Regions from separate parts of the Drosophila melanogaster genome. Here all the other regions are linked to region 4. Evidence: chromatin contacts called from public Hi-C data. All regions are on one chromosome and are shown on one strand. The core of a region is the stretch at or near the end of the contact, and the rest is flanking DNA. Distances in the headings are between cores, read along the strand shown. Region 1 holds the start of AlaRS-m (Alanyl-tRNA synthetase, mitochondrial). Region 2 overlaps shep (alan shepard). Region 3 holds the start of CG46456. Region 4 holds the start of CG11357.

What was found. Hi-C and Micro-C count contacts between places; a contact is called where the count stands out from the background.
Region 1: a Hi-C map of the Kc167 cell line shows a contact between it and region 4, with 2.7 times the contacts expected there. A contact is called at or near these places in 2 of 107 Hi-C or Micro-C datasets (the Kc167 cell line and the S2 cell line) and 1 of 7 datasets of targeted methods (the Kc167 cell line).
Region 2: a Hi-C map of the Kc167 cell line shows a contact between it and region 4, with 4 times the contacts expected there. A contact is called at or near these places in 4 of 107 Hi-C or Micro-C datasets (the Kc167 cell line, the S2 cell line and embryo) and 1 of 7 datasets of targeted methods (the Kc167 cell line).
Region 3: a contact with region 4 is called in a Hi-C map of the S2 cell line, with 1.9 times the contacts expected there. A contact is called at or near these places in 2 of 107 Hi-C or Micro-C datasets (the Kc167 cell line and the S2 cell line) and 1 of 7 datasets of targeted methods (the Kc167 cell line).

What each region holds. Positions count from the first base shown.
Region 1 is chr3L:5,141,147-5,147,799 of dm6, reverse strand. AlaRS-m (Alanyl-tRNA synthetase, mitochondrial) reads right to left here and starts at 1,702. Exons shown (of 10, transcript NM_079208.3): 1 at 1,438-1,702; 2 at 1,202-1,375; 3 at 997-1,142; 4 at 739-942; 5 at 394-678; 6 at 1-338. The coding sequence starts at 1,605. It overlaps Fitm (Fat storage inducing transmembrane protein), which reads left to right and starts at 1,737. Exons shown (of 2, transcript NM_168110.3): 1 at 1,737-2,605; 2 at 2,665-3,718. The coding sequence starts at 1,903. The coding sequence ends at 3,404. It overlaps Dhrs4 (Dehydrogenase/reductase 4), which reads left to right and starts at 6,154. Exons shown (of 3, transcript NM_139689.3): 1 at 6,154-6,494; 2 at 6,558-6,653. The coding sequence starts at 6,250. Gdap1 (Gdap1,) reads right to left here and starts at 5,847. Exons shown (of 4, transcript NM_139688.4): 1 at 5,373-5,847; 2 at 4,535-4,727; 3 at 4,303-4,476; 4 at 3,483-4,237. The coding sequence starts at 5,495. The coding sequence ends at 3,744. It also overlaps lncRNA:CR45985.
Region 2 is chr3L:5,183,093-5,189,804 of dm6, reverse strand. All of the region lies in intron 4 of shep (alan shepard), which reads left to right. Among named protein-coding and RNA genes, the nearest start is that of Srp54k, 34 kb to the right of the region's middle.
Region 3 is chr3L:5,353,000-5,359,698 of dm6, reverse strand. CG46456 reads left to right here and starts at 4,353. Exons shown (of 5, transcript NM_001382162.1): 1 at 4,353-5,084. It overlaps lama (lamina ancestor), which reads left to right and starts at 3,776. Exons shown (of 5, transcript NM_168116.2): 1 at 3,776-4,005. It overlaps tRNA:Val-TAC-1-1 (transfer RNA:Valine-TAC 1-1), which reads right to left and starts at 3,356; the gene lies at 3,284-3,356. It overlaps Klp64D (Kinesin-like protein at 64D), which reads left to right and starts at 307. Exons shown (of 1, transcript NM_079210.3): 1 at 307-2,835. The coding sequence starts at 445. The coding sequence ends at 2,478. It also overlaps tRNA:Val-TAC-1-2.
Region 4 is chr3L:4,536,651-4,543,459 of dm6, reverse strand. CG11357 reads right to left here and starts at 1,409. Exons shown (of 4, transcript NM_001259697.2): 1 at 1,356-1,409; 2 at 553-817. It overlaps CG32243, which reads left to right and starts at 2,216. Exons shown (of 6, transcript NM_168094.3): 1 at 2,216-2,395; 2 at 2,449-2,537; 3 at 2,613-2,747; 4 at 2,807-3,165; 5 at 3,230-3,375; 6 at 3,429-4,158. The coding sequence starts at 2,292. The coding sequence ends at 4,053. It overlaps CG11353, which reads right to left. Exons shown (of 6, transcript NM_168093.3): 3 at 5,718-6,570; 4 at 5,280-5,645; 5 at 4,666-5,209; 6 at 4,190-4,593. The coding sequence ends at 4,462.

The sequences.
Region 1 (6,653 bases), core at 453-2,952, 600 kb before region 4:
CTGGTATTGTGTTATTGGAAAACTTGCAGCGCTGCATCTGCAACTCTCGATAGGCGGGCACGAATCCCGGGCACTCCATCAGATCGATGTCATCCAGATTGGGAAACTCCATAAGCACCTCTGCAAACGCTTTGGAAGAACTCTCTCTTAGATTCTTGTAGACCTCCTGCTCGTGGCAGATCAAGTCGATAACAGCCTGCTGCTTAGCCGCCATCTCTGGATAGGCTTCACCAAGTGTCTCCACCACAATAGGAACTAGCTGGGTCAGCAATTTGTCGTGGGCAAACACATGCTCCGAAATGTTGAGAGCTTTGCGCAGCACGCGACGCAATTTCTGACTGAAATAGATATTGGATTATATGCGAAATTTGCAGGGCATGAGTACAAGCTTACTTTTGATCTGGAAGCATGCCGTCGGCCAAACAGGCGGTCACCATGCGTGCATGATCGGCTAGTATCCTATAGCTGGTGTCGAGTACTGCTGCATTTCCACCATCCGGAAAGCTGCCACTGTAAACCGGAGTCTTGGCCGCCTGCTGGATGCCATCAAATATCGGCGTGAACAAGTCCGTATCATAGTTAGAAGACTTATTCTGAAGCACAGCCGTTAGCCGCTCAAAACCCATGCCGGTGTCCACATGATGAGCGGGCAATTGAGAGATGCTGCCATCGGCATGACTATCAATGCATAAAGAACCTTAGGCTAGGAACACAATCCACTTGAAGGCAAATCCTCACCGATTGTACTGTATAAAGACAAGATTCCAAAGCTCTGTGAGATCGGAACGACCTGCGTTCACCAACTTGGCTCGCTGCTCCACGCTGCCCAAATCCGGGCGATGATCTATGTGGATTTCGGTGCAGGGACCACACGGCCCTGTAGCGCCCATTTCCCAAAAATTGTCGGCGCAGCCAAAGGGCAGTATTCGCGAGGCGGGAAAGCTGCAAAGCACGAGTACTTAAGAAACCAACTTCTCGTTATGTAACAAGCTTTACCCCAGGCTCCTCCAGATCTCGAAACACTCCAGATCGGCTGGAATGCCCAGCACCTTGTCGCCAGCAAAGTATGTGACGTATAGACGACCTGGATCAATGTTGTAGGGACCACGGAGCAGCTCCAGGGCCATTGCACACGCCTCCCGCTGAAAACCCAAAGGTCTCGTGAGAAAGAAGTGATAGAGGGTAAGCTGAACGCACCCACCTTGAAGTAATCCCCAAAGGACCAGTTGCCCAGCATCTCAAAGAACGTGTGATGATAGCCATCCGTGCCCACCACGGAGAGATCATTGTGCTTTCCCCCAACGCGGACGCACTTCTGGGAGTTGACAACCCGCTTGTGTGGCGCCGCTGCTGTGCCCAGGAACACCGACTTGAACTACAGCGAAGGCCATCGTATAAACAAGCGAACAATAGCTTTTAATGGGCCTGTTACCTCACCTGATTCATGCCCGCGTTAACGAAAGCCACAGTGGGATCGCAAAAGGGCACCACCGGGCTGGAGCGAACGAACTTGTGGCCATGATTGACGGTGAAATGATCCAAAAAGGTTTTACGAATCTCGCGCGCTGTCAGCACGCGCTGCAGCTGCTTGGCCGAGTTGTACATGCCGCAGTTCAATTAAAACCGCACCGGCAATTAAAAATGCTCGAGATAAATCTCAGGCCCGAACAGCTGATCACATGGCTTGCCATTCGCCACGAAACCCGCTCTTTATAAAAATTCCAATCAGAGTTGCCAGTCACAGTGAAGCGTGCTCACCAGCTGCAGCTGTTCTATTTTTTACAGGCGCAACACGTACATTTGGGCCAAAATAAGAATTGAAAAATTACAACTGAGAACAACGCAGTGGGTGCTCTAAGCCCGGCGAAAAAGCAAACAAATTGACCAGTTGATCTGATTTGAATGCGCTGGCACTGTTTGGTCACAGGTAAGTGCGTCTGGCAACCGTTGAACTTTGACACGCACGATTCCTTCGCTTTCACTTTCGCTTTTCACTCGCAGCATTACCAAAAACGGCAGCAAACAACGCAGTTTTCAAGTGACACACTTTGGACCCGAGCAACAGCTCCAGCTATGGCCACCAAGCGACGTCCGCTGCGTCCAAATTTGGGCGGTACTGCGGGAAGTCCCTCCTCCTCCGGTTCCAACATGAATTTCAGGCCCGGAGGACCTGACATCACCAGGTCGGAAGCGCGCGGAACGAGGCCCACGGCCGCACCCACTAGCATCCGCGAGATCCTGGTCATGGGCGTCATCCATTTGTGCAAGAAGACCATATTCTTCAATACGGACCTCAAAGTAGCCTTGTATCTGGGCAGTCTGTTTGTGATCTCCGTAATCGGGGACTTTGTGCCCTTCCCCAAGACGTACTTCGCCCGATCGGACAACCTGTTCAACCAGTACTTCGTGAAGATCGGCTGGGGCTGGACGCTGCTCTTCGTGGTGCCCTTCCTGGTGCTCTCGGCCTATACGATTACGTGTGGCGACCACAAACGGATGCTGCGACACCATTTCCCGCGCATCGTCATAGCCACCTTCTTCTGGTTCTTCTGGACCAAGCTGTTTAACGTCGTGGAGAACTCCTACGGACGCTGCACCACAAAGGGTGGGTATACAAGCATCGTGTAATGAATTTAATAATAACTATCGCGTGTGCGCTTCCAGGTTATGCGACCAAATCGAGCTGTTTGAAGGCTGGTCATCTGTGGAAGGGCTTTGATATATCCGGACACGCCTTCATCCTGATCCACTCCAGCCTGGTGCTGATCGAGGAGGCGCGTCCCATCATCCGCTGGGAGACCATCAAGGAGCACATCCGCAACGAGCGACACAATCGCAGCACAGCCGAGAACTCGGGCACGAATCCGCTGAGAACGCTGAACGAGGAGCAAATGCGCAGCCTGCAGTTCTTGTACAAACGCCTGACGCCGATCATTCGCACCCTATTCATCGGCATGGCGGCCCTGCAGCTGCTGTGGGACATCATGTTGGTGGGCACCATGCTGTACTATCACCGCATGATCGAGAAGGTGATCAGCGGCATTATTGCCATACTCACCTGGTACTTCACCTATCGCTTCTGGTATCCCACGCCCGGTCTGCTGCCTGAGGCGCCTGGCAACGGAAGCTTCAGCTATCAGCGAGAGATACCCACCTTCCCCTTCAAGCGACCCTCGCATTTATCCACGGGTGCGGCCACCACGAGCTCGGGATCCAACAGTTCGAGGACCAACCTCAATGGCAAGGCGGCAACGACGGGAGTGCCAAGGGATCAGCAGATACCCACGTTTATGGGAATGCCGCTGTTCACCAGCCCCAAGGCGGCCAGTGCAGCCGCCAATTTGCTGATGTCCGATCAGCAGAAACGGGAAAGGGATCGCGAGCAGCAGACGCTGGAGAGCTGAGAGCTGAACCCTGGTCAAGTCAACAGAGGGGAGAGCAGCCATCAAGCATAGAAGGAATTGATAGTTAGGTGACGGATTGGAATTTATACCAAATTTTTGTATATTCAGCAACGATGATATGAAACGATGATGATATTACTAAGCAAGCAGCCGAGGCTGGCACTGGATCGCGCGCTCTTCTCCTCATCCTCCTCCACCGCCGGATTCTTACCATGACACCCCAAGCATCCTTCATCAGCAGTGCGTAGCTTTAAGCGTTCTTATGTTCGTGTGTTTATATGTGCCCAACTTTAACAGTAAAAGGATTTGTTAACAAAGTCTGCTGTCCCGCTGCTCCGCTCACTTGTGCGCGAAGGCGGCGAACATGGCCATACCCAGGAAGCCGGCGCCCGCTCCTAGCTTATAGTTGCCCGGCGTTCGGGTCCACATTTCGCGCAGTATGGCAAAGTTGCTCGGCTGCAGGCGGTGGAAGGACTCGCGCTGCCGGAAGCGCAAGAAGTATGCCTCCACCTGCGGCAGCTTTCCGAAGGTCCAGAACTGATTCTCGAATCCCAGCTGATACAGTCGATGCAGCAGCAATCCCAGCGAGATATCCGCCACGCTCAGTTCGTCGCCGGTCAGCCACTCAACGCGTGGCGCCTGGGCGGTTAGCTCCTGCTCCACATAGAGCAGAAAGTGCCGCACGGCATCCAGAACCTTCTGGAATTCCTCGCGGGACGAGGCCAGCTCGTGGCGGCGCAACTGTATGTCCAGCTTGTGCTGCAGCGCTGCTTTTTTGGTCGCCTGTTCGTCCACCGAGTGGCGCAGCAGATCCAGCACCTTTTCATTGTTTTCTGCGGGGCGTACGAGTGTTGACTGTTGAGTTATGTTGTTGAGTTCACAGGTGCGAGTAACTTACTCAGGCAGGACTGGCGCACGGGTCCGATGAAGGGCGCCTTGGGCACCAGCTTCAGATCGTCGTGTATGAAGGAGCCCAGGCTGAGTGTTCCCACTGGAAGGCGGGCCATTGCCTGCTCGAAGATCAGCATTTGATCGAATTCCTTGGAGTTGTGCGCTGGCTTCAGCGATCGATCTAAATGATGAAGTTGATAAGTCAAGTTACTATGGGCGGGTAGCTAACTGGGAATTACCACCGCGAAATTTGCTCTCCACATAGTTGATGATGTGCGTCGAGCTGGGAATGACGAGGGCGCCATCCTGGAGCACTGGCACATCGCCCTTGGGATTGAGGTTTAGGAACCAATTGGAGTACTGCTCGCCATTGCACAGGTCCACCACATAGGGAAAGAAGTCGATCTTCTTCTCGTAGAAGACCATAAGAACCTGCGATGATAAGTGGGTTCACTTTAACTGAGCTATGATATTAGCAGATTTATAACTCAGATATTAAGTATATATGTGCATTTGCTTAAATGTATCTAAAGACGAACCCAAAGATGCAATATTCCGCTACTAATTACTCGCTTCATTAACCAAAACAGATATTTTTAGACACGATCTGGCATTAAATTAAATCATTTCGGTTTAGTTATTATATTACGTTCTTTTGGAGCAGATTCCTCCACACATAAGTTTGTTTATTTTGTTTTTTCACTCCGCTTCAATCCACTTCATTAGCACCTGGAGCAGCCAGCAGGTAAATATGCTGTCATATCTGTACAGAATGGAAAACTAGAGAACTCCAATAGCGCTAGCCCTACTACATTTCCGGCCCGCCACCCGCTAGGTCATGCTCCATTGCATCCGAGTGGCCGAGAGATTTAATAAAGATCTTGGGTGGAGAACCTTCGACGCGGGCCACCCCATTATTACATCGAAAAAAACAAAAGAAATACGAGAAAAAAAGTAAATAAAACGATGATTTCATTTGGAAATGATTAGTTTTGTAATTTCGCGGCATTAGCGGCTGGATCTGTTGGGCAAATACCTTTTCAATGATCACATGATTGAAAGCAAGCGGTTACTAACTTTTTGCGCATGGAAGTTGTACGGATGGAAGAAGAGCACTGGCTTATTGGCCGGCAGATCGGGAGCCTTGAAGTCCTGCAAGGTGGGCGGCAGAGCTTCGATTTCCTTTGTCTGCTCGCTCATCTTGTTCTATGTGTGTTTCACTTAATATTCTTTGGCTTAGTGTATCTTTAGTTTGCTGATTAGTTTCACTAGCATGGGCGCCTTTTTTCGTATCACATGCCCCGCCGACGGTTGCGAAAAGTTGCTAACTAACAAAGCCGTAAGCGCGTGCCGGATTGACTTGGAAAACCGGAGACTCCACTTGCGTGCTGATTCCGCCGACGACTGCGTCTATAATGAAGTCAGATCGTACGGATCGCTGCGATCCCCTATTAATTTGCACTTTCGGCTCGTATGTACATATATATAGTACATATATATGTTTCGGATCCGAAAACAGTCCATTATGTCAAGCGATTCTCCAACTTTTTGCGGTTTGTTTGTCATGCGTATTTATCTTTGTTTATATTATTACGAAACGCAGCGTTTATCTTGCTGTGGGAAGATTTTCTTTTCAAGAATTCTTATCTGCCCATGACTGAGTGGCCCTAAGTGGAGTATTACAACATATTGACTAGGGATAAATGATATTTTTAGCCCTAATTTTAGTTATTATGTAGGTTAATCTGGTTTTTATTACTAAGCCACTGCAGAGATAACTTTAATAAATTTTCAAATTTCGCGCCACCGGCGAATGAGCTTTTTCATTCACTGTGAATGGCAAACCGCTGAAAAGAAGAACTAGTAAACAGTTTGGAGATTCGTAGTTAAAATAGGGAAAATCAATTATTAGGCAACGAATCTCAAGATCCTTCGCAAAAGTCCTACTTCAAAAATGTTGCATCTGAGCAAACAACTGGTGGTCAGGGCGCCCAAGATCCGTCTGAATGCCAGCGCTGTGAGTGGAAGTGGTCAAAGTTCAAGTTTCGATCAAAACAGCAACAATTACAGCCGAAAACTTGTTGGCCCTAATCTCAATCAATGCCACAAACGCTTGTCCAGCAGTAGTCAAAGTTCGACAGCCGGCACGATGAAGCGTTTGGCAGGAAAAGTAGCCGTGGTCACCGCCTCCACCGATGGGTAAGCAGCTCAATAGAAACTGGAGAGGATCGCACCCACTAAATTCTGATTAATCCCTCCCAGCATTGGTTTCGCGATTGCCAAAAGGCTGGCCGAAGATGGCGCCGCAGTGGTCATCAGCAGTCGCAAGCAAAAGAATGTGGACTCTGCTCTGGCGGA
Region 2 (6,712 bases), core at 520-3,019, 650 kb before region 4:
TTCCTGCTCGGCTCCGTCTTAAGGTGGCTTAGTGCTTTTGTGAGAGATGTGAGGGGTTGGTGTAGAAGGGCAGGGGCTTTTGTGAAAAGCCAGCTGGAAAAGCCCTTCGGATTGCCTGCTTAATGGCCAAGTATTACCGCAGGATTGTCCTGGCAAATTCAAAGTTCACAAAGTCAGCTGAACTGAAGTCAAGGCTAAAATCAACTTTATTTCATGATTCCGCCAACCCCTTTTTCGTATTTTATCTTCTCATTGTCAACGCCTACAATTTGCTCCGTAATTTCCCATTAATGGCGGTAAATCTGTTTACCCTCGGCATGTTTATCTAAAGTTCGCTCTTATCACATATTTCCTAAAAATAAACCGAACACAAACAGAAATCCATAATCGATAAGAGACGCCCACCAAAAACTTACCTGTTGCTCATACATATTTACTTAGTAACTTGAAATTAACCGATTTTCCTTGGCACAAAAGAAAATGTTTATTTTTTGACGATTGGTAATAACAATGACGTCTTTTAATCAAAAGTGACTAAGTTTTTGAGGCGTGAAAAATCTCTCCCTTTTTGAAATAGGACCCCCGGTTGAAAAACATTTTCCAAAACCCATACGAATTGATTCAAAAATAAATTGATCAAAAAATTGTTCGAAATTCAGAATTTGCTTATTTGGAAAACGAGCCAATTGTATTAACGACCTTTAATGTATAATAAATTATAAATTATGTGGAATTTCCGGCACATGTTTTACTTACAATATCAAAGAATATTTGATTCATATTTGTTCCATCTGCCCCACAGTGAATGTAGAGAATCCCCAATTGATGGGGAAAAAGAAGAGTGTGTGCTGATAAATATGGCTTCGCAAATACGAGCTTGGTCATTAACGTTAAAGCTTTTATCGTGCACTTCCACCAGCCTACACACAGTCTCTCTTTTCCCATCCTTGATGCCCCATTCCGAACTCCAATTTTTTTTCGCACATGTTTACTTATTTATTTCGATACACATTTCTATTTATTTCCTGCTGCGATTATTTTTGCGCTGCTGCTGCGACGTTGACAACAACAATTGCCAGCGATTGATAGGCGACATGCAATAAAAATGTTTGCCCAACACAGCGGAGGTCACGTTAATAGTGCTAGCCACTAAAACTAAATTAAAAAAGTAAAAATATTTTCTCAAGCTAGGATAAATACTAATCGCTTTGAGATCAGTTCCACTGAAAACATTATCTGCTGTCATAATGTTCCCCTATGCATATCAAAAGAACCCAATATATGCTAAGATATCGGTAATAGTTCATATACATATTTCACCATATGTTTATGTGATATACCCATATATCACTAATTCCATTATTCGTGGTGCGGGTATTTATCTTGAAACATACTCAAAGAGGCATTTGCATTGGCGATCCTTTTTAATCAACATATTGTTTTCACATGCCAAAAGGCGACTAATTTAGCTATATTATGGCCAGTAATTGTAACTTGTTTATAGTTGTTACATACATACATATGTATTTATATGAATGTACCATTATTTTTACCACCGCTATTTGCGTGTTTTAGTGCGTGTTGTGTTTTCTGTGGAACGAGGGGTGGTGATTTGAGTGGGTGTGGACTGTTTGGGGCTTAGTGTTTAGTCCGTTTTGGATGGTCAATCGTCAATCGGTCAGTCAGCGACAAAAGTGCCGCAAAGTGGTGGCTCGTTGATGCTGCTGACGTCTCTGCCGTGGCCAACGTCGATGCCAGCGCAGATGTCTACGTCGATGGCGAGAAGATAGTGAAAGAGGAAAGGGAGTCAGTAAGAGAGAGCCCAAAAGTAGTTGGACTGATAAGAAAAACGAACGTGCATGATGAATAAACCATAAATGCGAGGAGGAAACAATAAGAATGGTTGGGAAAAAGGCCAAATAATGAGCATTTAATTTCTTGACGACCTGCAAACGAATGTTAATGAAAATGGAATGAAACGAGCCAGAAGAAGTAAATGCACCCTATAGAAATACACTGAGAAGAATAGATTCATTGGCTAAAAGAGTATAAATAAATTAACAATTGCTTAGAAATCACACAACTAACGTTTTGTTCTGAAAATGTATACGCACATATAATAATTTTGCTTGAACCATTAATTTATTACAGTGTATAATCAAACATGATGCGATAAAATAAGAGAATAGCAATGTCAATGTAAATGGCAAGGGGAATCGGTGATGGGAAGCGGAGAATGGGAGGTAAAGGATGGCAGTAAAAGTTGGACCCATGGAAAACTAGAAACGCACGAGAGCAACAGTCCAATAACAACAAAAAAAGGCAGAAAAAATATAACTTGGAGTCCAACTCGCATAACAGTTGAACAAACAGTAAATGCTATTAGAACTAGAAGAAGAAGAAGAAGCAGCAGCACAGAAGATGCTGCCTGCGTCACTGGCTAGAGGGAGATAGATATAGAGGGAGGATGCTTCTGCCGGCGTCGCTGCTATTACTGTAATCGCGACGCCGTTGATAATGTATTTAATATTAACAATTGCGGTCATCACATTAGTACTCTAAACAAAGAGTATTACTGAAAATGTATTTGATATTAACAGCTGTAACTCGAATAATAATGGTTTTTCATAAGTTACATTCCTTGCATAATTCACGTTGATTGCCTCCTATGTTTGACACTCGTGTCATGTAATCTGATATTCTACTAATGTGCCCGCAGCTGTGCGTACCTATCCCATATGAGTGTATTTTTTTGCCGCATTCACACCCCGCTGCTTCTATGTACGTTGACGTTGACGTCGACTGCGAGACTTTGAGCAACCAGCATGAAAATGCAGGAGGGGCGGAAGAGTAGGAGGGGAGATGCCGCAAGCCGATAAAAAGGCAGGCAAAGTCGCAATTTTCCTCAACACACACACACACACGGATGAGTGTGTGGGTGCCTTTTCCATATGGGCGCATTTATACGCGTTCGTTTTCAATTGAAAATTCCCCACGGCTATCGCCCTCTCGCTCTATAATATTGTTTCTCTCTCTGTTTCGTTTGTTTTGCTATTATCACGGTTGTTCCCTCATCTTCCATGAATCCCTCAGCCTCTCATCCATTCTTCTTAACCCACATACACGATTTTCTTTTTTGCCAACGCATTTTGCTTTTTATCAGCTGATATTCGCACTCCCCCTTCTTAACGCGAATAAAATGTAAGCCATAAAATTGCTATTCTCCATTGAAATTGCTTTCTGTAACTCGTTTCTTTTGTCTCATTGTCGTCTTTTGCATATCTTTATCGAATACTTTTTGCCTGATTTGATGCTTTGTTAGACGTTCAGATCATAAATTTGAATGAAAAGAAGAAATATTACATTGATGATTCATGGATGGAGGTGAATTGGGTAATGCTTTATGAAATTTGGAAACTATTGTATTGAATTTAAAACCAAACTTAGAAATCTTTCATTAATTTTATTCATATGTAAATATGTAAGCATATGACATTTACAGCTTTCCTAGAACACAACAGATCCGGTCAAATGCAATTACCTCCATGGGAATTCCTCCCCTGTATTCTTTTCCAATTTATCAATTAAGTAATTGTCAATCAATCAGTAGAAGCATTCTCAAAAAGTCAAAGATTCATTTGCGGTGAGTTATGGGCAATTCCAGTATGAACGAACATCCCATCTATAAACAGGTTTTTGTCTAAAACTTCGTGAGTTCAAAACAATGTTAAATTTTTCATTATTATAAAAAGTGGGTTAGCCAAAAGTTTAAGGCGAACAAGGGGATTCCTTCAACTCGACACTCATTTTTACCATTTTTATTTGTCTTTTCGAACCACTCTAAAGTTGTAGCTCTATAATAAATTGTGGAAAATGAGTGATTCAAGGCAGACAGGTGGTCATGATAATAATTTTTTTTATGTTTTTCGTGGTGCGATGGTGCCAATTTAATAGTTTTTCACTCATCGCTCGTGTTTCCTCCACGGTCGATGATTTATTTTTACGAGCAAACAAACAAAATTCGGCCCAAAAGCCGCCAAAAAATGAGAGAGAGACAGAAATTGATGACCAGCTCATCAGCTGGTGACTTTTGAGTTGGGGGTGGTGAAAAATTCGGGTCCGGGCTAATAGAAGACAGTGGATGCCAGACAGCCGCAGTTCTGAATTTTTTTCTCACGGTGCCAAAAAGCAAAAGAAAACCACTTGTTAAAAACTACTTATATGCACAGTGAATGATCAGTAAAGTGGGCCATACATATGTACATATGTATGTATATATGGTTTTGTGTTGTTAAAGATGCATTTTATAAAGTTTGGATGTATTTTTTGTTACTTTCTTAATAAATGTTATGTAAAAAAAGGGATCAATGTAAATACCTTTATTAATTATAACCATTTCACTGTACCTAGGTTTTTTTGCAAACTTATTAAATGAGAAAAAATATGCTAAAATGGTGATCACCAAAATTGGCAAAACAAGTGAGAGAGCCAAACGCGCCCGTCGAATGATGAATGAAGTAATATATTTGCCACAAGCTTGATTTCTGCTCCACTGTGCGAATTTTTGTGTGTGTTTGTTCTGCTTCTTCTCGCGTTTTTTTGGGTGGTGGCGCTTTGCGACGCCGGCAGCGGCGTCGACGGAGGCAGAACTGACGTCAGTTCTTTCTCTCTCTCTCTCTCTCTCTAGCGTTTTGCACACACTCTCTTTTTGGTGAAAAATACACCCCCGCCGCAAACGAATTTTCTTTTTCCGGTGAACTAGGGGTGTGGGTGGAAAGAGAGAGTGAGAAAGAGTGTGGAGTTCCGCTTGCCGGCGCTTTTCTACAACTATTTTGTCATTGCGCCTCTCTGCGCTCTTCCCGCATTCCGCCTCGTTCATTCATTCATTAGCCGCGCTCTTTCTTACTCTCTGTGCGCATGCCTTGTGCGGCGCTGCTTCTGCCGGCGTCGCCGTCAGCGCTGCGTTGTTTGAATTCCGCTTTCAGCTCGCTTCTCAATTTTTGCCTCGGTTAGTTCGCAGTTCGCAGTTCCCAGAGTTTGTCCATTTCTCCAGTAAAAAAGAGGCACTACTCTCTCCTCCCACTTACTTCCTCCCGTCGTTTTGAGATCAGCTGCTCTCGCAACAACAACAACTATAACTGTAGTTACCGTCTCTTTTGCATCGTTCGTTTTTCGTTTGTGTCGCCAAGTGATTGTGTGTGTGCGTAAGCTTAAAGCTGACTAACAAAACGAAACAAGAAAAAATATAAATTATAGGAAAATTGTTAAATTATAACCAGAAAGAGAGCGGCACTTACGTGTGTTATTGTGTGCGTGTGCTTTAAAAAGATATAAAAATAGCAATAGAAAGTTATTAAAGCGTTGGCAAAAAAGTCCAACGAACAGCGAGAGGAAGCGGAGAACGAAATAGTTAAAGCCAAAGTCGCTGCCGACGTCGCACTTGAAAACGTCGCAAAAGTTTGTAAACACACCAGTGTGTGTTCGTGTGTGTTTTTGCCGGCGTGCCAGTGTGCGTGCGCCTAGAAAAGAGTAAAGAAGCAGAAGAAAAGGAAGAAGCCGAAGAAGCAGCAAAAGAAGCCGACAGCAAAAAGTAAATAAAATCAAATGCCCCCTGGCAGAATAATATTAAATTAGACACATACTCAAATTAATAACAAAAGAGAAGAAAGAAATATAAAGCGCCCCCACACACACTGTCGAAATTCAGCATAAGGTTCAATGTCTGTTTGTTTGTTCGAACATTTCAAAATTAAAATATAATTTTTCGTTTTTCTTTTCCATTTTTCTCTCTCTCTCTTTGTGGCGTGTATAATTAAATAAGCTTTTTGCGTGTGTGTCAAGATTTTTGTAGAATTTATTCGCCAACGATTAAAGGTTAGCCGCTTTTATACTATTATTTTTTGTTTGCTCAAAAATCCATAAAAAACCAAATGAAGTGACAAATGCCAAACGTCAAGATAAAGTTCATTCAGCGAAATGAAAAAAGAGTCAGCTGATTTCCCTTTCCATTTGGGAATTATTCGTCTGAATTTCCGTTTGTTTTTGTTTAGTTTTCATTGTGACGTACTTAATAACTGCGAAAAAATATGGTTCGCAACGGAACTTGTGCTTTTCACTTTGTAAACTTTGAAGTCAAACTACAAAAGTATTTTTCTTATTACAAAACATATGACATTTTTTCTGCTAGTTAGCGCTTATCAAATAAAGTAGCGCTGCCTTTGAATTAGTCAGCCCTCGAATCATTTGAATCATTGCTGTATCTGTATGTTTGAGTATGAGCTGGTAGTGCCATGCACGATTTTATACGCTACAATCGCTCCACACACTTCATTTTTGCACAGAAATTTAAGTTGTTACGGGCTCGTAAATTAATAATTAATTAACAACTGTCCTTTATGTTGGATTTTGTACATTTACAATCTTAAAAAGAAGAATAATTTAGTTTGAACTTTTTTATAAGTCGAAGCGGAGATTCCTTCGATTTTTACAAATTTTTCCAGATTTTTGAAACTGGAAAGAAGTTGTTTTTTTACAGTGCAATTTTGCCCCATTCACGGAATACATTCCGATATGAAAGCGACAAGGCAACGACTGATTAAGTCTGCTGACCCGGCCCTCTCCCCGTATGCCGTCGCCGCCCCTTTTGCCACGCCTTAAGGTCGAAGCGCCGGTTGAGCTTCTGAAGTCCAAGGTTAAGCCTTTATTTCGGGTG
Region 3 (6,699 bases), core at 3,104-5,603, 810 kb before region 4:
TTTTATTATTGAATTCTTTTCGAAATATCTATAAAATTCTTAAAAGCCTTGAAAAAGGATTTTCAAAAAGTAAAAATAAGTACAATTATCGCAGTTCACAAAATAACCTTCGATTGCTTATATCACAGGTCAATATTATAATTTTATTTTTATTTTTGCTAATTGTTTTTATATATATATTATTTAAAAAAAAATATATAAAATTATTTTGTCTCACTGATGAATAGATTTTTCCGCTGGTCTGGCATCCTTCTCGCCCGTTTTTCGCACACTTATCGATAACAGCTGACCACCCGTTAATGATTCGCCAACAAAAAAAACCTAGCAACGCATAAACAAATGCGAGAAAAAACCCCCTTTATTGATTTCCACTAAGTGCGGTCAGCGCAAATAGTGGTTAATAGCTTTCACTAGACGAGGAATAAAGCCAGGACGTAGATCGCCATGCCGCAGGAGGAGGCAAATGCGGGAACAACGGCCCAACTCGATGACGAAATCGAGAATGTGCGTGTGGTGGTGCGAACGCGACCCATGGACAAAAATGAGTTGTCCGCGGGAGCGCTAAGTGCGATTTCGGTGGATAAGATCAACCGGGCCATTACGGTGATGAAACCGAATGCCACCGCCAATGAACCGCCGAAAACGTACTACTTCGACAATGTATTCGATGGTGGCTCCAATCAAATGGATCTCTATGTGGACACCGCTCGTCCGATTGTGGACAAGGTGCTGGAGGGCTATAATGGCACCATCTTGGCCTACGGACAAACGGGCACCGGCAAGACGTATACCATGTCGGGGAATCCGGATTCGCCGCAAACAAAGGGCATCATTCCGAATGCATTTGCGCACATCTTTGGTCACATTGCTAAGGCCAAGGAGAATCAGAAGTTCCTGGTGCGCGTCAGCTACATGGAGATCTATAACGAAGAGGTGCGGGATCTACTGGGCAAGGATGTGGGCAAGAGCCTGGAGGTCAAGGAGCGACCGGACATCGGTGTCTTTGTTAAGGATCTCAGTGGCTATGTGGTGCACAACGCCGATGATCTGGAGAACATCATGCGTTTGGGTAACAAAAATCGTGCCGTGGGAGCCACCAAAATGAACCAGGAGAGCTCCCGCTCCCATGCCATTTTCTCCATTACTGTGGAGAGAAGTGAGCTGGGCGAAGGTGATGTCCAGCACGTAAGGATGGGTAAACTACAGCTGGTGGATCTCGCCGGCTCCGAAAGGCAGTCGAAGACCCAGGCCAGTGGACAGAGACTTAAAGAGGCCACCAAGATTAATCTTTCGCTATCGGTGCTGGGAAATGTGATCAGTGCTTTGGTGGATGGAAAAAGCACCCACATACCGTATCGGAACTCCAAGTTAACTCGACTTCTGCAGGACTCCCTCGGTGGTAACTCCAAGACCGTCATGTGTGCCACCATTAGTCCAGCGGATAGCAATTATATGGAAACTATATCCACACTTCGCTATGCTAGTCGTGCTAAGAATATCCAAAATCGCATGCACATCAATGAGGAACCCAAGGATGCTTTGCTTCGTCACTTTCAGGAGGAGATTGCCCGACTTCGCAAGCAATTGGAGGAGGGCGACAGCTTGGAGGAGGAGCCACCGAGCTCCGAAGAGGAGGAGGATACAGCAGATGACGAACTGGAGGCACCACTGGAGATCGAATTGGAATCATCAACGATCCAGGCTGTGGAGAAAAAACCCAAGAAGAAGCGCGAGAAAACCGATGCCGAAAAGGAGGAACTGGCCAAGCGCAAAAACGAGCATCAGAAGGAAATCGAGCATGCTAAGACGGAGCAGGAAACACTTCGCAATAAACTAGTCTCATTGGAAGGTAAAATTCTCGTTGGCGGCGAGAATCTGCTGGAGAAAGCCCAGACGCAAGAGCTGCTGCTAGAGCAATCCATTGCGGAGCTGGAACAACATGAAAAGTCCGAGGAGGCGCTGAAGCAAACTCTACAGCAAAAGGCCACCGAAAGGATTGACATTGAGGAGCGTTACTCCACGCTTCAAGATGCCAGCACTGGCATTACCAAGAAGATACACCGGGTGATGCAGATGCTGATGGGCGTGAAATCGGAGCTGGCGGATCAGCAGCAGGAGCACCAGCGCGAAAAGGAGGGCATATACGAGAATATCAGGAGCCTATCCAGGGAATTGGCCTTATGTGAGCTGGTATTAAATTCCTATGTGCCCAAGGAGTACCAATCGATGATTAATCAGTATACGCACTGGAACGAGGACATCGGCGAGTGGCAGCTGAAGTGTGTGGCCTACACGGGTAACAATATGAGGAAACACATCTCGGCGCACAAGACGAGTGGCAAGGAGCCAGATTTCCTCGATCTCTCACATGTCTATCTCAGCTACAACACCGATGGCGTGTCCAATCCAATGCGCTCCAAATCCGCCAGGCCGCGAACCTCGGGTGTGCCCAGACCGACGACTGCCAGGCGATATTGAAGCTAGTGTTGGAAGGACAATCGACTGCTAGTCCAGCTGCATGTCCTCGGCGGTCTGCGCGTCCAATTTTGGTTTCTGCTCCTGCTAATCTTGATTTTCTACAGCCTCAGATTCATTTGCTCAGCGAATTTCCTTTTTGTTAGACCTTAGTTTTTGTTGATTTATTGCTTAGGACATACTTTTTAGGTTGAACAACGGTGCAATATATTTACTACTGTGTTTGTAATTTTACTTTCTAACTTATATTTATTTTATAATACTTACAACTAAGTAGTAACAAGATTTTACCCGATTAGGCACAAATATATAACTATTGTGTGCTCTTGGCTTTTAAATAAAAATATGATACTCACACGTAATTATTTTATATTCTTACTTCAAGGAATTATGCGTAATTTCTTTTTATTTTTTAGCAGCTTGAAAGCATGCTTTAAATTTTCCGGGCTTGCTGAAGAAAACTGAAATTTGGCCGACCTACTCATAACAGGTTCCATAGTGTAGCGGTTATCACGTCTGCTTTACACGCAGAAGGTCTCCGGTTCGATCCCGGATGGAACCACGTTGACAAAAGTATATATTTTTTTAAATTCATTATATGTTTATTAATTTTTATTACGACAGAAAACATAAATTCAAGTTTTTTATTCCCACAAAATACTAAATAATACTTAAGTAAAAACAACTGATTTTTGTGTATACTATGAACACGAAAGAATTATATATAACATATTATATACTTTTGTTTGCTAAAACTCCACTTAGTAAGCGTTTAAAAAAATAAAAATAAAAAAAAGTTACTTCCTCCTGGTTCCATCCGGGATCGAACCGGAGACCTTCTGCGTGTAAAGCAGACGTGATAACCGCTACACTATGGAACCAGATGCCAATCGCTTGACACAACGCAAACAAAGCACAGCGCCAAAAAAGGTTCTAAGGCAAAATGAAAAAAGTCAATCGTAAGGAATTTAAAAATCTGGGTTGCTGATAATTTAAAATTAAAATAAACCCAAGAATGTGAAAGCTTTAAGTCGAACGATAAATAAGAATGTCATAATTTAATAGTCCTTTCTTCTTTTTTTGATGTTCGTTTCGCTTAAATGCCGTCCGTTCAGGTGTTATTTCGATACCGGATTACTCATCCCACCTGCAGGGGATGCGATTGTTTGGGCAGGTAAGCCTGCGATAAGGAAAGCAAACTGTACTTTTATCCATTATTTATTTACCTTTGTGCGAATTTCTACGCCTGTCGCAGCTTAGATTTTAGGCTACCCAAATGAATCTGGCTGAAAGCATTTCCGCTTTATCAGTTTGCTCTTATCGCCGCACGTTTTGTTTGCCCATTTAGCTGCAGCTAGTTGCGAATTGGGGGGCGGAGCTCCACTCAGCGGACAGCGGTATCGCAGTAAGACGTCACGAATAACTGTTCAATTTACATATATTCACATTAAACCAATCTGCCAAGTGAAAAAGAGAATTGCGTTGCCAGGTGAAAGAAAAAGATCGGAGTGAAAAATCACCGAGAGCAAGGTAAAGTTACTCACTCCACTGGCAGCCAATTGAGTGGAAACAAATAACCGAAACACCAAGCTACAAGGAAATAGTAATCATGATCAATCATGAAGCTATCGGTTTTATTAGGACTTTTTTAGAAACTTGAATATCAGATAGCAGGTTCATTTTAATTTAGTATATATTTCTGTATAAAATAAACAAGATTCACATAGCATTTCATATAGACTATATATTAAATTCAACACCATATTCAAAATAAATGACTGTTTTGTTGTCGAGTGTAGTTGAGTGGTTGCTCTCGCACTTTCGGCGGACAGACCGAACCGAGCGATCGTAAAACTCTTCGGCCCCAGGCCCACAATATCAGTCTGTCCGCTGCGCATAGTCGAAACGGAAGGAAAATCGCTTTAATTCTCTGTGATCTGTGTTTGCGTGTTGAACTCGAGTTTTCAGTTCGTTGTTATCTGTTCAATTTCATTTGGATGTGCAATTGCCGACGCTAAAAATATATACGTAACGCGTGCAAGAAATTGAGAGTATTGCCCGACGCTCAACTAAATTACAAAAAAGAAATTTTATTTCATATATAAACGCCACGTTCTCGCGTTCTAACAAACTCCCCAATAAAAAACACACTCAAGCAGCACATTACATATACTCGACCACGCTGTATAATTAGTTACTAGCCGTTGATATTTCCAATACGCCGCATAGCAACAATAACCATATCAAACATTTCGATAATCTGATGTGACACAAGTTTTTGCATCGAAATAGCCGTGTGTGTGTGTGTGTGTGTGTTTGGTTCCCATTCGCCGCCAATCAAACCAATCGCATTGAGAGTGTAATCCGGGAAAAGTTATACACACCTAAACCTGCGCCTTTTCAATGTAGCCCTTCATGGATAATTAACACGTGAGCGTTGTGTGACTATATAGCAAAATCGTGTTAAAATCGTGTTCGCAGTGGCTGAATTTAGCAGCGATCCAACGAATAGTGTCATCTCGAACCCAGACACCCCCCACACCCCCTGCGAATTTCTCTTATTTGTCGGCGCGGAATTTGCCTGAGTCACGAGCCATTTCAATTTTCCGGTAAGTTGTCTTCGCTCTCAATCTCGATCTCATTCCGAAACCGAATCGGTAGAAGAGTGCTGAACTCGAGTGTTAAGTGTTAACTGTTAGTGAAAACACTTCCATTGTATCATTTATTGACCTCGAAATGCCATCGCAAAAATCAGGAACGCGTCGCAATATCTGTTTACCGACAAAAATAGGGTCAACATATTCCGATTGTCTGGGGACGTTTTTTCCCATCATTGTCTGCGATAGATAGACATATGTATAAGGATTATCTGGGGATCGGGGTTCGAAAGACGACGAGTCGCAATAGGGGTGACTGTCCTTTGAGTGAAATGGGTTTTCCATTTAAAAGAAGTGGATCTTGTCATATTTTCAAATGTAAACCAATTTATTCTGAGTTCAAAGAACTCATAGTTTGATCTTTACGCTTCTGGATTTCTTTGACATTCTTTAAAATAGATCATAGATTTTAAAAATAGATAGAGTGAACCATCAAAGCGTGTATAAATATATTTCGATGTATATTTGTTAAAAATATATTTTCTTCTTTTCCAAACTAAAATGTGCTATTTGTGTGAGCTGCTTTCGGCACTCAACAGTTTTTCACTAAAAGTTTAATTTCTACATATGCGAATTTTTTTGTGATATTTTTATTTTCCGCATACTCTTATCAAAGTTCAGAGGGGAAATACCAATGGTGCCGCTTATTTTTAGCTCTTGTCGCCTCTTCGGAAGCACTGATTAAGTTCCGTGAATGACTCTGCCGCTATCGGTTATCGGCTAGACTTTACCCCGAAGTTGAGGCAGCCGTTAAATAACAACTTCCACATATATTTCAGATATCTGTATCTGAATCGTAACAGATCACATGAGTGTCGGGCAGGCGGTTGACATGGGTGAGGACCCAGTAAACAGAGCTCCACGCGAGATACTCACTGAACTTCAAGCGTAGGTTTGCCAAATAAACATGTCATATAACAATTAAGACATAGGGCATCCAAAAATACATCGTACTTGACGTATTTACGTAGATTATCCGACCGTTTTAGTGTCTTTTCCGCTGAAACATCACCATTATCTCCAGTAGATAACGCTTTTTTTTTTGCACGGCATATGAGGATTCCAAACATATCAAAATCGGTGGCGGTTTAGTTCAAGCTATACACCTGAGCAGTTCGGTTTGGCCAACAAGCAAAGTTTAAGAAAAAGTTCATTGAAAAGTAAACCTCTACGAAATGAGAACCTTGCCAACGAGTACGATTCTGTTTGCTTGAACAAAAGTAAGAGTTCAACCTCAAAAGCCAATGGCCTAGAATACAAGCTCCACAAAAAATACTATATAAGAAAACCAAGACAAAACTTCTCAAGTTACCTCAAAAAAAGAAAAAACGATCGTCGTGGAACAAAGGGGTAATTTTGCCGCCTAGCAACAAGTTTTTTTTTTTGCCCCTGTTCCGCTGCGCATGCGCGGCTCATTTCAATGAATGTTCTTCGAAGTCTCTTCGGTCTGAGCAAACAAATAAAGGCAATAAAAACTATTAAGCAAGAGGGGGGCAGGTCTTTCCGAGAAGTGGCCAGGCGGCCCGGCGGCATCTCCTGCTCACATTCTCGTGTTCCCACAGCGCCA
Region 4 (6,809 bases), core at 160-2,659:
CACTCTCGCAGTCTTGGGCAAACATTCAGACGGGAGCGAGGCGCACAGAAAGATAGGAAGAGGGAGACGGAGCGAGGCGGCACAGTGGGACAGGCCAAGGACAACGAGTTGAAAAAGGCGAAAAGGAGCAGACGAGCCAAAACGGAGGACAACAAACAGGCATGCGTGCCACTGTGCCTGAACTTGTTCAAGGTCAGTCCTCAGCGACAGCGACGTGCTAACAAAAAGCGAAGAAAATTCATGTTGGAAAAAAGCACAAAAGAAGAGCACACAACAACAACGCCTCTTAAAGGCGAAGAAAAGAGCGAAAGAAGAGATAGATGCGTATATAAAAAACAAAAAAAAAAAACGCTACCCACACATGAAAGAGAGTGAGCGAGAGAGCAAGTGTCCCTCCCCGCAGCAACAATGACAACAATAGGATACTGTTCAATGGATGCTGATAAGCAAAAGTAAAAGACAAAACCCCTCGAAATCTGGAGAGATAGTATCCAAGCACTCGCATAATTAATTTCATACATTTTATGCTTTTTTTTATGTATTAATAGTCACCTGCTGGTTGTTCGCCTGGCTGCTTCCTCATTAGCCAGTCAGTCGAATCCTTGCGGGAGAGCGAGGGAAATGGCAACAAATGTGCGTTTTTAATTAATTTCCATGTGAAGCACTCACGCACACTTACACACACCCATCGCTTTGGGTAACAGTTCAAAAACAGAGTTAGAGCGAAAGAGACACCAATTGGGAGTGCTAATTCAACACACACGCGCACGCAGCACTTAATTTGTATAGATTTTTGGCATCAATTTGTTGTTGGCAGCTGGAATAAATTTACTTAACTTAACACAATTTTCAAGCTTGCACACAACCACACCAACACGAACACCTATACAGACGCGGCGAAAAGAAATGCAAAAGGAGATGAAGAGGAAGAAGAAGAAGCAGGCTGAAGGATGCTGGGCCTGGATTTCTCTTTCCTTTTTTCGCTGCCCAAAAAGGCGTTGACAGCGCTTTTATTCACTTTTAATTCATTTAACGATGGTGTTGTCCGACTTTAATTGTTTATGCGCTTGGGTTTTTTAAGAAAAACTGAATAAAAAACGGAATAACCGCCGTCACTCGTCGAAAAATTCTCGGCGCGGCTATTGTTCACTTATTATCATGTCATATTTTCCAACTGATTTGAAAGACAGTATTTTAGAGAATAAGTATACCGAGCGAGTTATCAGCGACGTGTGCAATTTTTATGCACTTTTTTAATATTTTAAGTGGAAAATAAAACACAGAGCGTTTCAGAGGGCGCTAAATTGTTTTTTGCCCGTTCGGAACTGAGTAACTGAGAAGCGTAGCGTTATTACCAGTCTTTTTCTTCTTTTTTGTTGCTGCCCCGTTCGAATTTCTCTCGCACTGTTAGCCGCTCTCAGTTGCTGTTAAAGCGGCGAAATTCACTGTTATATTTAACAGAGGCGTTGTTGTTAGTTGTAAAGAAGGGCTGTTAAGGGGAGTTGGCTTCATAAAACTTTTTGAATATTCAGAGTTAAAGAAATCTAGTTTTTAACAATATTTGTATCAAAACACATTTAAAAATATTAACATGTTCAGTATTAATATATATTATTTAAGTATAAATTTCAAAAACCCCAGGCATAAGATTTTATATACACCACTGGAATGTTAACTGAAAGCGGGAGATAGGGATGGAACTCAAGCATCGACACGCGTTTAAAATTTGGGGTGACCATTTCTATCGCTTTCTCATCTAGCTTGCCTAGATTTTCAAGATCCATCTGCCAAAATTGCTATCGATTAAAGTGCATCGGCTCAGTCGCCATTCGTAAGTTGTAAATTACGAAGAAACGCAATGATAATTGATTCAACCGATAGGAAACCTATTTTAACTTAACATTAAGATTTTAACTTTTTAAATTGCACTAATATCGTTATCAGCCAACTAAATTTTGTAATTACTTAATTACTTAATAACAAAAATTAGAATAATATTTAATTCGTTGAGTAATAATGCCTTTTATGAAACCTAATTATTTACAAACAGTCGAATGTAAACAATATTGGGGTGATCATAAACATTAAGAGATATACATTTTGATAAGTGTTTTATTTAATGTTTATTTAAATTACAAATATCCCTAATATGACTGGTAAATACATCATATTACTTAGATAGTGACAGTTCGTCAGCACTGACTATCGATAGCCGCCTTTTGTTGCAACTTCCATCTTCTACGTGCAACAGAAGAAGTTCTAGAAATAAGCAGGAATAAAAGTTTGCAAAAATGAGTGCTCCAAAAGGGGACGGAAACTTAGTTCCCACAGTCAGAGAAGTGCAGCAAAAGTTTGCCGACATCCTGGGCCATGGCAACGATATAACCTGGGATCTGTAAGTAGGATTCATCCGAAAAAATTGCAAATTATAAAGCTCAAGGTTTGCAGAATATCGTCGGGTCAAGAAAACATATTGAAGGCAAAGCTGTCTCTGCTGAATTTCGATTCTAACATGTTTCATGCGATCTGGAGTTATAGTGAGTTATAGTTATAGTAAAATTAATAATATATTCCAAATAAGCGTCATTATGTTATCTACTTTCTCATATCAGGAAAATACTCCAAAGGGCAGTCACTCACGTCTTTATTTTTTGTGATGGTTGTCAATAATGTATATGATCCCAAGCTGGCCGAAGAAAGTAGATCCTGGCGCCTGTATCCGGTGTTTCGATGCCGACGATGCGTGGGTAAGCTCGATAGTTATAAGTAAATCGAGAAATGTATTATATTTTTTTATTTGTACAAGATGAAACTGGACATTCCAGCAACATTGACTGTTGCATGTCATATGTGTCACAGTACTCAATGTCTGATTCCTGGAACCGATTTGTGACCCATACGGGGTTTGCCGCAGGTCTAATGGTCACCCCGTATCTTGGAGTTTACAAGCAAACCGATGGTCGCGTTGAGCTAAAAACGTATACTACCACTCAGATATGGCACCCAAATAAGAAAGATATACCAATAACACCCGAATCGTTGAAAAAAGCATCCAGTGTGACTAATAAACTTAGAAAAATCATCATACATTCAGTTCCATTTCTGGTTTATCCTGAAGAGGTTTTCGACTTCTGCGCCAGTGAAAAGATGCTTTCGTCGATTTTGGTATAAACTTCATATTTCATTAACATACATTCGAATTTGTTTAAATTGTTTGTCTTTCATGTAGAATCCTCATAGTTCTACACAATCTGGTGATGTGGCTGGTCTATCCGATTCCTTAGTATTATTTACGAATAATCTGTACAATTCACGCCTTGAATCGCTGATGAATAATAATAATAATGATCCCAGCATTTTTGTTAATCAGCAACGGTAGGTATCAAAGGATTCATATTGCTCGCAAATCTAAATAAAAATATTTCTAGATCGGCGTGGGATAAGATTGCTAGGGAATCATTTAAAATTGAGGGAAATGTGAATCTCATTCGTTGTTGCAATGGAGTGCCCTCAATACCGAAGCTGGATAAAATATTTCAGCCCATTGATAGCAAGATCAAGAAATCAAAAAAGGTTGTGGAGGCTGAAAAACCAGAAAATACTCCAAGTGATCTTCCAGAAATAGAAATAGATTTATCTATTAAAGTCAAGGGGCAGGAAATAAACCTGCGAGAATACGGAACCCAACTCAAGAAACATATTGCAAGCTCAGAGAGCTTCGACATTTTGATAAGTAGAATGTCAGAGCATTTGGAAGTCGACACTTTTAAGCTTATAATGGCGCTAACGCAAACATTTGTGGAAACTGTGAGGGAGGAAATGTGCCAAATGCTAAAATATTATTTTCCCACGGAATCCATTCTATATCAGATAATACTGTGCATAAGTAAGCACCATCCAAAGTGGGACTTCAATGAAATTGAAGAGCATTCGTCGGATATTTTGAGGCGCGTACGAATGTTTTTTGTTTCTACTGGACCGAATCCCTATGCTGAATTTTTAAAGAAATGTGAAGTATGTCCTGGATACTACGACATATGCAAATCGACTTAAAACAATATTTTGTATTACCTTACCTTATGTGAATTCCACTGCCTTACGATCATATAATAAAAGCCAAATATACACAATGTATATCCTTTAAAGAAGGACCATTCCAACATATATCGAGTAAATTATTCAGATTTTTAAATTTTTTCAACAGTTGTATATTCTGTGCTGGGGAATAATGATTTTACGTAACACAAAGTACATATACAGCTAGTGATTATCTTATTAAGTATGGTTTCCACCGAAGTACAGGATATATCATATAAGTAAATACAATATAAGTAACATTGACTAAGATAAGACTAAGTTTAGTGATTCGATAATAATGATTAGTTGTACATGAAAGCAATCACAATTGTCAGATGGAGGCGTGTGCGGTGACCTTAACGATCTAGTTTAGGGCTAGCATCTTTAAATCGATTTTGGCTTGCTCTGCCGTCGATTTAGCAAACTTGAAAGATTGCTGAAGGGCAGCTCAAAGGCCAGCGAAAAGAGGATGGAAGCCAGGTAGACTATGACAGCAAAGCCGCAGGTCACCACGCACTAAAAATTGATGACAAAGTTATTGGAGTCATTTAAAAAAACAAAAGGTAATGAAGTCCACATGGTACTCACCAGCATGAAAGGATCCGCATGTGTGCTCGCGTTGGTTAAACTGTAGAATAACGCTATGACCAGCGGATTGAGAAGGTAAATGGCGTAGGACAGTCGACTGACATGTTGGAAGCCCTTGGCCTCCAGCAGGCGTGACCACCACACCCCCCGGCCATCGCAGCTGCGCGCTATCATCCAGCATACACTAAGCGAAAAGAACAGGCGACCCATCACAAAAAGCGTGATGGCCATCAGAGGTCCAAGATCCCGTTTGACAGTCGAATAAATGCAGGCGAAGAAGACGAATAAGGCGAAGTGCCAGCATGCCCGTTCCTTTTGCTCGCTGATCTCCAACTGGACTCGATTCTCTTGCAATAGCCAAGCCGTTACAGCTCCCAGGATATATGGAAGGACCCTTACGAAGGGCGATGTATAGATCTCTGTTCCAGTGGCAAAGGCCGCGTCGAAGGACAATTGGAACTTGATGCTCAGTCCGATGCCGTAGGACCAAGCGATGGTGGCCACAAAAGAAGATACCACTAGAGACTTTACCACCTTGGGATATCTATTTATCAATGAAAAGTATAGCGTTTATTTCGTATTTATATTTGTAAGTAATAAACTAAATAACTTACTTCACATAGAGGAACAGCAGAGCGTTGGCCAGGATAAAGAACTGCATTTCGCAGGCCAAGGACCAACTCCAATTGGCGCACATGTCCCGATGGTCGAAGAGGTTTTGAATGAACAAAAGATTGCGCCACCAGTGACGTGTACACATCTCATCGAATCGCTCGTTGATGTGGTAAACTGAGACATCTCCAATATAGGCGTATACCAAGTCCACGGTGGCCATGACCACCAGGTAAAGAGGTCCAAGACGCAAATAACGATGGAAGAGCAGTTTGCCAAAGAGTTTTAGATTTTCGCTGAAGCTATTTTGCCGTACTGCCTCCAACTGCCGGGAGTTCCTGAGGAAGTTAAATGTTTGCAGGAAGCCACTATGAAACAAAAAAATGAACATATTTACATAAAGGTTTATGGTTTGTATCAGTGGTTTCTATCGAACCCACCTGATGGTAAAGAAGACATCCACGAGCAGAGGAGCCGACGAGACATATTGGAAGAAGGCCTGTTCGGCATACGAAATCAGCACCGTCTTATTGTGGACAGTAAAGTACATGAACCATACCACATGGAAGACCATGATCCAGATAGCGCATACAGATCGCAGGCCATTCATCAAGGGAATTTCATTCGCAGTATTCTCCCTAATCGCAAAAATTTTGGCCCAATTGCCGGGAACATCCCAGCAAGTTACATATCGCTGCAGTCTCTCTATTTGGAGCAGGGAGTTAAGTCCACGCCATATTTCCGATTCCGCGGGTGCCAAGTCACGATCCAGAGGATCCACAGAAATAGATGGCATTTTACTAGTCGCATGCAGTTGTTGAGCACAAAACATCAGAGTGACAGTGAGCAGAACACAGGCCACCAAGAGACGAAAGCTGGCCCTCTCGAAGAATTCATCCTTCAGCTGCAGATCCTTCATGTAAACCACTTCCGGCTTTATGTCGAATATCTCGTTTTCAGTGAACATTCCGCCAGCCACATAGTCCTGGGCCAGACTCTGAACTTCAACCGAACTGCAGGCACTTGGCAGGCACAGGCCAATGTGTATAATCTGCTCAGACATCAGCTTAATCTCCACTTGCCACGGAGAATTGTGACGTAGGTATAAAACCCGATAGTCCATGTCGAAGGGCGCCTGCTGGGTGATAATTCCATAGTGCATAACACGATCGAAGTTCTTTGATAGGGTTATGCCCACGGGTCTTTGGACGCCGCGACAAGCTTCGCGACTTCCCAGCCAGTAGTTTTGACCATATACAAAGCCGGAGGGCTTTGTTCCCGAAGCATCCAGAACTGTGGGAAAATTCAATAGCACTTCAATTAGGAACATGTTAATAGCTTTTGTGATCAAGGGTTCAACCTACAGAGCGAATCTGAAATTAAGTGTTCTTTGTGCCCAAGTAACTAAGCTGTCGAATTCAAGTGTCGCATGAGTAATGGTATTTTCAAAATATAAAGTCCATGATTATTAGTTTTGAAATTTACTTAGAAGTTTGGTAATTTACAATCTTTGCATTATTTTTTATCTTGAG